Regions from separate parts of the Zea mays genome. Here all the other regions are linked to region 3. A link is a contact called in public Hi-C data. All regions are on one chromosome and are shown on one strand. Each heading gives the region's core, a stretch centred on a gene start, on an enhancer-like site or on the middle of the called end of the contact. The rest is flanking DNA. Distances are from core to core; before and after follow the strand shown.

Evidence for each region. A called contact is a pair of places that touch in the nucleus more often than the background predicts.
Region 1: a contact with region 3 is called in a Hi-C map of endosperm, with 6 times the contacts expected there. The contact joins the enhancer-like site here to the promoter of LOC103637689 in region 3. A contact is called at or near these places in 5 of 25 Hi-C or Micro-C datasets (endosperm, leaf and tassel).
Region 2: a Hi-C map of leaf shows a contact between it and region 3, with 8 times the contacts expected there. The contact joins the promoter of LOC103637691 here to the promoter of LOC103637689 in region 3. A contact is called at or near these places in 5 of 25 Hi-C or Micro-C datasets (bundle sheath, ear, endosperm and 2 more).

What each region holds. Positions count from the first base shown.
Region 1 is chr1:99,457,372-99,460,581 of Zm-B73-REFERENCE-NAM-5.0, reverse strand. No RefSeq gene overlaps it. Among protein-coding and RNA genes, the nearest start is that of LOC103637691, 41 kb to the left of the region's middle. Within about 2 kb of position 1,716, at least 15 of the 20 cell types and tissues checked have an H3K27ac peak or open chromatin away from gene starts, as enhancers often do. A contact at or near this core is called in endosperm, leaf and tassel, where this site is marked.
Region 2 is chr1:99,498,372-99,501,586 of Zm-B73-REFERENCE-NAM-5.0, reverse strand. It overlaps LOC103637691 (NAC domain-containing protein 86), which reads right to left and starts at 1,544. Exons shown (of 5, transcript XM_008660334.4): 1 at 847-1,544; 2 at 338-615; 3 at 1-221. The coding sequence starts at 1,003.
Region 3 is chr1:99,198,116-99,201,205 of Zm-B73-REFERENCE-NAM-5.0, reverse strand. LOC103637689 (serine/threonine-protein kinase BSK2) reads right to left here and starts at 1,555. Exons shown (of 10, transcript XM_008660327.3): 1 at 1,203-1,555; 2 at 834-1,090; 3 at 605-740; 4 at 164-297. The coding sequence starts at 1,287.

The DNA.
Region 1 (3,210 bases), core at 467-2,966, 260 kb before region 3:
ATGTTTACTCAGCAACTTAGCAATTTTCCAACAACCTATTTGCCTCTGGAGGTAGTTCACACAACTCAAATGATTATCTCCCAATGTAGTCTCATTTGTCTAGACTTTGTAGTTTCATTTGTGCATGAGACTTGGTAGTTATGGATTTGGTATTGTATTAACTCGGTGTTGTATGGGTGTGGTAACACACCATGGACTTGCTATTGTATGACTATGTATTTGGCACAATTATGCCCTTTGAATATAGACCTAAGATTTTGTGATACATTGTGAGAAATTTTTGATATATATTGCATTGTGGGAGGTTAGTTATTCTTATGGTATACATTGTATTCTAAATTAAATAGAAAAATAAAAATTATGTGTGCATGTGATTAACTTATTTACATCAGCTACTAAAACCGTCGTAAACAAGATTAGATTATTTACGTCGGTTTGATGATGATGATGTCGTAAATAAGTCTGTGTTATTTACAACGGTTTTCTAAAAGTCATCATAACTAAGAAGTTTATCTACGAGATTTGAAGGAAGAAAAACCGTTGTAAATAAGCCTTTTATTTACGATCTTTTTCCTAGCTATCGTACATTAAATAGTTATCTATGACTGTTTTTATGTAGCCATCATGCATAAATTAGTTTATTTGTGTCGACTACCTGCGACCGGCGTCATTAGTTATTCATTTGTAACAGCTAGCCAACGTAAATAAGTCTATCTATACGAAACTTCATTTATGTTGTAGATAGCCAAAAACCGACGTAGGTTCAATAGATTTTGTTGTGTGCAAAGGTGATCAAGTGCCATTCTTGACAAGCCATTGCGCGTATGAGGACATGAAAACGCATGTGATATAATCCTACTCACACGTTTGATTCTTAAACTGCTAATAATACCTACACAAGTCCAACAGAAACGAATAAAAATACGCCAAAACTACATGCACACATGCAAAGGTTGTTAATTAATTAGCCGTACGCAGCACGTCAGCTTTCAAACAGCTTTATTTATTTGTTAACTCAGGCGTGCAAATCCAGACGTTCGTTTCTGTCCAACTCGATCAACCGTATGAGCTGAATCTTCGCATGAAACTTGCCGTGCCGACAACCTAGCTAGCTAGCTGGTTTGAAAGAAGCGCAGGAGTAACCGGCAATCTATATCCATGCATGCATGCGTGCTGCGTGCATCTAAATAACGACAAGAACTTTGAGGTTGGTTGCACTTGCACACACCAACTGATTCTCTGAAAACACTACAACGTACTTCAAGTTAGTTACACCAGCTCTTAACTGGGCATGCATATTAGTAATTAGCTAGCCAGCAAAGACAGTTAGCGGCAAATTTTGTTCACAAGTTCCTGTTAACTGCACAATATATATATAATTCCTTTTTAATTTGCTCGATCGAGATTAACATACCTAAGTGAGCATTATATTAGCTCGTCGATCGTGCACGCGAAGAAGCAAGTGATGCCATCGAGTGCTTGTATCGGACAGTGATGTGTGACGACGACTATACTTTTTTTGACGAAAACATCTTTTTGGCCATATACTCTAGAGTGATGTACCTGGTCGTGCTTTGTCCTTTTGTGAAACGATCTGTCATGCATCACTTTCTTCCTGGCTAGCATGCACTTTAACAAGAGCTACCGCCATCCTTTTTCACTTCTTGCTCCAGAGAGCACGAGACGATCGAGAGCGTACCCTCCCTGGCCCATACGGGACCCAGAGATGTACTTCTCGGCTGCGCCATTCTCCACTCCACCAGACGCCAACCAAAGGGCCGGGATTCAGCCAAGAGCAGAAAAAAAAACTGTCCCCATCTTATCATCACTGCTTTGTCACTGTCAGGATAGTAGTTGGTGCTCAACCATGCATCTACACCTCTCTCTTGAGTCTTTGACCAAATGCTAGTGCTTTATTACCAAGGTGGTAGTTCATAGATTCAAACATGAAACACAGGAGGAGGAAAAAAGGCACACATGGTTATGTAGCTTTCTAACAAGGCTTATTATGCACACTACAAGGTGATCACTAATATTCTAGAAATAAAATGTACTCTGTTGTGTGTAACGAGCGTTGCGTGCAAAAATACTAGAGAAGGCGAACAAAAGGGGCCTCTCCTCTGCGCCACGACGCCAGGAAGAGTGGTCGAACCACGGTTGAAAACGAAGGGGCCGGGTATAAGTTGGTCTATTGTTACTTATTCTCCACACGCTAACAATCGGTGCTACACTACCAGAATCACGTTCTTTATCAAGTGTCCAAGACACTCGACAAATGTCATTTTACATTCGGCAAAAAATACTCGGCAAACATTTTTTAAATTATGGAAACAACTCTCCATCCACTACCCTATTGGGGGTCTGCTTCGTCGCCGAAGGTCCTGTAAGAAGAAACACCTTCAGAAGATCAGCACAGAAGTAACACCGAAGCTACCATCCAGGGAGCTTCAGCATAGCGACACGCCTTGAGACGAAGGGTTGCACCGACTTAAAGATGAAAAGACCGATCGGCTCATGATAATTTGTGTCATGATTAACTAGTTGTAAAGGACATAAATGTAATTTTGACCGGACTGCGTCCCGTGCCTATAAATAGATGAACAGTACCCCATGTACTGTTCACGCTGGCTTGTATTCTCTCGTGTGTCACGCTTGGACTTTTACCTTCTGTCAAGCCGAAGGTATTTGTCGGTGTTTCGGGTCCGACCGCTCACCCGAGGTTACCCCCAAGGTGCTTTTTAGGAGTAGGGCGGTGTTATCGACTGTAGCTCGATGGTTCGTGCTAGGCGCACGAGAATTAGCAGACAATGATGTACAGGTTCGGGCCGCCTTGAGATGTGTAACACCCTACATCCTAGCTGGAATGCTTTATGTGATGGGTTACAAGGGAGCTCTCTAGTGCTGGAAAACGTAGAGAGCGGTGTGGATGGCTAAGTGATGAATGCTGTCTCTCTCGATCGATCCTCTTGAAGGGGTGCCCCTAGGCCTTATATACTCGACCGGGGGGCATTACATGTGGATATGATAACAATGTGAGCCGGAACAGTAGTGAACTAACTGAGTCTATCTTCCTATAATTCAGCTGACTCATCCTCGCCCAGTTACGACGTACGGGGCTCCTGTGCGGGAAGGTCGGGTCGCTGTTGCAATTACTGCTCGGATGTTGTTGGGCCGTCTGGACTTGTACCGATCCGGCCTTGTGCTGATTTG
Region 2 (3,215 bases), core at 295-2,794, 300 kb before region 3:
CACGTTACAGCTCCCGCCGCGTCCAGCGTGGGACGAGTGGGGCTGGAGTTGGCGGGCGTGAACGGCGACGGCGACGACGACGCGCTTAGCTGCTCGCCGCTGGAGACCTCGCTCATCATGTGCCCTCTCGCGCTGCCGGCCGCTTTGGCCCTGCTCGCAGGCGGCGGCAGCAGCAGCCCGGCCTCGTGCCGCTTGATCACGCGGCACAGCGCGTAGGCGCCCTGCACACACGTACGTACGTGAGCAGCCGGCGGTCAGTTTAGCTAATTAGCTGAGCGATGAGCAGAAGAGAAGAGAATAGAATGATGGGACGAGTTGAAGGGGACGCAGCGCGTACGATGAAGTTGCACGCGCCGTGGACGAGGTCCTGGCAGAGGCGGTACTCGTGCATGACCCAGTCGGTGCGCTCGCCGCCTGGCGCGCGGCCGCGGTAGAAGACGAGCGTCTTGCGGAGGCCGTAGACGCCGCCGTCGCACGCCACGCGCCGGTCCTTGCCCGTCGCCTTCCAGTAGCCCGTCGCCGTGGCGCGGTTGGTGCGCGACCCGTTGGGGTACTTGCGATCGCGGGGGCAGAAGAAGAACCACTCCAGGTCGCGCTTCGGCAGGAACGACTTGTCTGCAACAATTAATTAACCAGTTACGTACGGAAATAATACAGTGATTCTCTGTTCTGAGCACCATGTTTCTTTTTTGTTGTTGTTGTTGAAAAGCCTATATATGCTGTTATCTGCGACCGGCCTAGCCTAGCTAGCTAGGGAGAAAAAGGGGAGAGAGCGAGATGCCCGGGCCGGGAGAGAAGAACGACAGGATATATAGGGTATACAGCTAGTAGCAAGTACACACACACCTGGTAGTTCCCATGGCTCGGACTTGTAGAGGTCGACGACGGGGATGACCTCGAGCTCGATCTTGAGGTTGTCCACCTTCCTCTTGAGGTAGTAGCTCACCAGCTCGTCGTCGGTGGGGTGGAAGCGGAACCCGGGCGGCAGGGTCATGGTGCCCATGGCCGGCAGCGGCAGGGGGAAGCAAATAAATGCTGCCGATCCAACACTACTACTACACTAGTAACCGAGAGATCGAATGTAAATGTCAACTCTGCCAAGCAAATATTTCAGGCAGCAGATGCGTATGTGTAGGCTGTGTGCTAGCTAGAGCGGCGGTTAGTAGATAGATCAGTGCGCGGCTGGCAATGGAAGAGGAGGAGGTTGAGGAGGGGATATCTGTTGAAGACGTGGAAGATCCAGAAATAGAAGCTCTTCCTAAGCAGCGCGCGGGGGATGACTATGACGACGACGAAGAAGAAGCCGATGGAGTCCAAGACCATTATCAGAGGGTCAGAGCCGCCTATAGCTAGCTAGATTAGTAAGTTACCAGCCAGCCAGCCAGCAAGATTATTAAGGTCTGGCGGGCCTCAAGAACAAACAATTGTTGAGGTCCAGCCGTCGAGGGAGAGAGGCTGCTTCAATAAGTTGCCTTGCCGATCAGGAACGGAGAGAGAGAGAGCAGCGGCAGGAGGGAGGAGGAGGAGAGGGTGTGAGAAGCCGCGGGGCGATGCCGTTTATATAGACACGGACGCGGACAGGGGAAACGGACACGGAAACTACAAACTACTAGTCTAAACTGGGAACTAGGGAAAGCGAGGGCGAGGTCGGCGGTCGTCCGCGCGAAGCAATTCCAAAGCCTACCTCTCGCGCCACCACCACCAGTCCACCACCACCCAGCCGCCGCGTGAAACCTTGTCACTGGACACACACACACGCAGCTCGCCAAAACCGCTGGCCGCCTTGCGATGACTGGCTGCTAACCAAAAGAGCGCGCAACGCGTGTCAAGCCCCTCTCGTGTGGTACGGTGCGTGCGTGCGCTCAGCTCAGTCCATTCGTCAGTGGGTACAGGTACATGCTAGCCACATGGTCGTCCGTGTTTCGTTCAGGTAGTCGTGCTTGCGAATCGACAGCTAGCTAAGGAGGGCTGGAGGAGCCCACACAAAGCAAAGCAAAGCAAAGCATGCGTGTTGTCTGTCCTGCACCTGCACCTGCACGTAGTTTCCATCTACGTACTGTGTCTGATCCTACTAATCTAGTAGAGGCGGCCGTTTATACCGTTCCGGGATCGGCTTCAGATCGGGGGCCCTTCTCCGCTTTTGCTGCGCGCGCGCGCGCGCTCTCCGGATTGTTGTGCCGCCTGGCCCAAAAGCGCGAATTTGTCTGTTCATATAAACTTTTTTGGTTTGTCCATATCATCCATGAGGTAGATGCTAGCTAGTAGTAGATCCGTGCTTAGCCCGTCGTTGCTGGATTTGGAGATGAGCCCGAGGATGGGATGAGTTTTCTTCACCGCCCAGTTTTTTTTAATTCTTATTACTCTCGCCTGTTTTCTCTTGGTTTTTACAGCTCATGTTCAGACAGGTGGCTGATCGACTTAACTTATTCCAGACGGGTCATGGCACGTTTTTGTATTTTAACTTATTTCCTTTTTATTTTAGCTTTTTTTTCAACAAAAAGAGTTACGTCTGCTGCCACGCCAGCCCACCTGTGCCTGCGGTGACCGGTGCTATAGGTCATGACGCCGATAAGTGTTATCTCGGCGCTATGATCTATGACGCTAAAAAAAATCATAAAACAACATTAAGTACTCTATAGGTCTAAACGTGAAAATTGTTCGGAAAAATAACTAAAATACAACAAAAAAATCTGGTCGCACCGTATCTTACTAACTACTCCCTCCAATCTTCAAATACTTGATGTTTAAGGGTTTTTTACTTTGAATGCAAAAAACTTGATGTTGAAGCATTTAGAGCTCATTTTGGACTAGTATATCCCTCAGACAGTTCGTTTTTCCATGCACAGTACGTACATGCATACATACATTAATTACCAGAAAAAGGCAAAAAGAGGAACCATGAGATTCACGCGAGCTGGCATTTCAATGCCTGCACCAACGCTGCAACCAACTAGGCAACCATCATTTTTAAGCAATCTAAATCTATTTATTAGGGATGTTGGATTAATGTGGACTTAACCCAAATTAATAGTTAATAATAGCCAATCCTAATAGTCTACTTTAATAAAATGGTGTACTAATAATTTAGTATTATATTGGAAGTTAAAGGGACAAATCAATCAACTTAAATATATGGACCATTGGTGTATCTATTAAGAAGTTAAAAAAAGGATGAAGTACTACAACACGCGTGCGGGCGCCGCCGTCGCCGTCGA
Region 3 (3,090 bases), core at 306-2,805:
AGGCAACTACAGATGACAGTAAAATTTTCCAAAGTAAACTTTAAAGATTAAAAAATGGTTTTCACAGATGAAGAAAATGTAGTTACAATGAAAGAGCCAGAATTTTAAAAAATATATATATGTGCAGTAAAAACTAGAAGCTGTCAACAAACTTGTTGTGTACCTCATCAAAAAGTACTCTATAAGCATTCAAATCATGATAGATTTTCCTGTTCTCCAAATTGCAATGGTCGAGAGCTTGTGCAATAAAATATGCAACCCTCAGCCTCATTTCCCATGGTAAAGGCTGTTTATCCCCTGAACAAAAAGGCAGTGCACAACAGAGTCAATGAAGGGAGACAAGGTGGACAGGACGCACGCACCTAGTCCGGGCGAACCAGACTTTTGCATGATCTGCATAGGTCAAATGCAGCAATGGTGAAGGACACAAAGTGCATTAAGTCATTGTGTTAATGCAGAGGAGATTGAGATTCACGGTTGGTGTGATCCGCCCACGAGGATCATCATCGAGTACGTCACCATAGACGACAGAAAAAGGCTGGAGTAGTCCTGGCAGGTGGATAGGGAAGGACTGGGGGAGACCCGGAGAGCACCGAGCACGTACAGTGGAAGAGATGCTTCGACAGGGTGTCGTTGGGCATGTACTCAGCGACGAGCAGCCTCTCGTCACCCTCGGCGCAGCAGCCAATGAGGTTGACGAGGCGCTTGTGCCGCACCTTCCCCACGCCCACCGCATCCGCCTGCAGCAGCAGCAGCAGCACTGCATCACATTGCGAGATCCGTGCCGGGAGGAAATCACACGTAGCGAGCATTGAAGCAACACAAATCCATACGAGGAACTGCTGCGGGTCAGGCCAAGAGAGGCGCGAGAAGCGTTTGACGGCGATGAGCCGTCCGCCATCGAGGCGGCCGCGGTAGACGGCGTTGGGCGCCTTCTCGCCGCTCTCCGAGACGATGAGGTCGGCGCTGAAGCCCTTGGTGGCGGCGCGCAGCTCGGCCAGCGCGAACTCCCTGAACACCGGCACCGCGCGCTTCACGGCCTCCTTGTCGTCGCCGTCGCCTCCCCCGTCGGCGGCGCCGTTCGCCGCCTCTGCCATTCGATTGGACACAGCAAAGCAGACGCGAGCGCGTGCCGGTTAGATGGATTCGGTGGCCGGGCGTTAGGGTTTAAGCGGCAGCGGGGGAGGGGGCGTGACGGTTACCGGGATCTGCAGGCTTGTCGGCGGGGAGCGCGGCGGCGTCGTTGGGCGGCAGGGGCCCCGCCACCTTGGACTGGAAGCACCCCATGGGCGCGAATGGAGATCTAGGATGCTTAGCGAAGCAAGAGCGATATGGTCGGTGGGAATATGGGAGTGCGAGAGCGTGCGCTCAACTCGACTCCAGTCCAGCGCGGGGGAGTGTGGATTGTGGAATGGAGCAGCAGGAGTGAGCTCGTGAAGGTGCGAGGCAGGAGGCAAGGCTCCGAGAGAAGCGCGGCAGCACGCAGGGGTGGCCGGGTGGGTGGGGGATCCGGTAGGTGCGCCCGCAACAGTCAACACCGAGCATCCCCACCTCCAGTCTTTTTCTCTTTGTTTTAAAAAAAATAAAATACGAAACCCCTAAAATCTCGTGCTAGTACTAATACTTTTTTCTAAAAAAATATTTTTCGTATAATTTAAGGTGGTCTTTTCCTAGAATTGAAACCAAACAGTTCCCAAGAAAAATCAGAGAGGGTATGTAGTGTTTGTGTTTCAGAACAGAATGGAAAAAGGAGACCAAGGGACGCATGGCAATTCCATGCAGGCATGCAGCTTGGGCTCCTGTTCTGAGATGCAACGAGTTTGGTACGAATTTAACAGTCAAAGTAAGGTTGACAAGCTGTATATATTCCTGTTCGTATTTACTTCAGTCCTACAAATATATTCAGCTTTTTTAAAATACTCTTGTACTACGACAACTAAAAATTTATCTTCTCCACCACTTGCTTCAAGCCACCACCAAAACTCAAAAGTTGTTGTTTAGTTCATGGACGGTAACGTAAACTACAACGGTAATGATTCACAACGATAATAAATTTGAATAGGTTAATATTTATTTTTAAGGGGTGTTTGGTTGCTCCTGCTAAAGTTTAGCCCGGGTCACATCAAACATTTGACTTTTAAATAGGAGTATGAAATATAGAACCAACCAACTGGACTAGATTCGTCTCGTCTTTTAATCTTCGGCTGACAAATTAGTTTTATAATCTGACTACATTTAATACCCGGAACGGAGGTTCAAACATTCGATGGGACAAGGGCTAAATTTTAGCGGGGTGTAACCAAACACCCCCTTAATGTAGTATATAATTACAGTTAAAGTTTCAGACATGATTTAATATTTTCTTACCTATCATGTTACAATTACTGAACCAAAGATTTGATTCCAACGTAAAAGTGGAGGTGTGGAGACTGGAGAGCCTGACGCCTTGCCCAAGTCCCGATCCTGACTGGGCCTGCTGTCTTCTTTTTACTGGGGAGTAGTACGTATTGGCAGCAAGCAAAACAAGCAAGGCCTGCAACAAGGAGCGCACGAGCGAGCCGGCAGTAGCAGGGGCGCAGGCGCGCAGCAGCATCAAGCTAGAATGGTGATCGCCTCCATGACTACCTGCGTCCGGGTTCGCCAGCCAGCCACGAGTGACTGACGACTCAGCCATCGATGCCATGCGAGGGACCACAACCTCGCAACGTCGCTGTCGCAGGCTCGACACGTGGGCTTCCTGCAGCGCCGCGCTGTTCTCTGTTCCGCAGGCGCGCAGCCCCACCGTTGGCGACTTGGGCACTTGGCGTGCCGAGCCACTCATACACCGTACCAATTTAATAGGTCGAGCCACGACATAAATATATAGCAGGTCGGGTCGTGTCGTGTTTGTCCATAAACTAAAATCTGAGTTTAACTTATTTTAAACAAATCATGTTAACATGGTCGTTTCTGACTTTTTAGACGAAATCCGAATTAGAGGCCTCATCCACATACAATATATATAATATTTAACGTATACAAATTATTATGCACTATTTTCAAGTTTATAAGATGATAAATATAAAATATAGCCAAAAACACATACTTGTT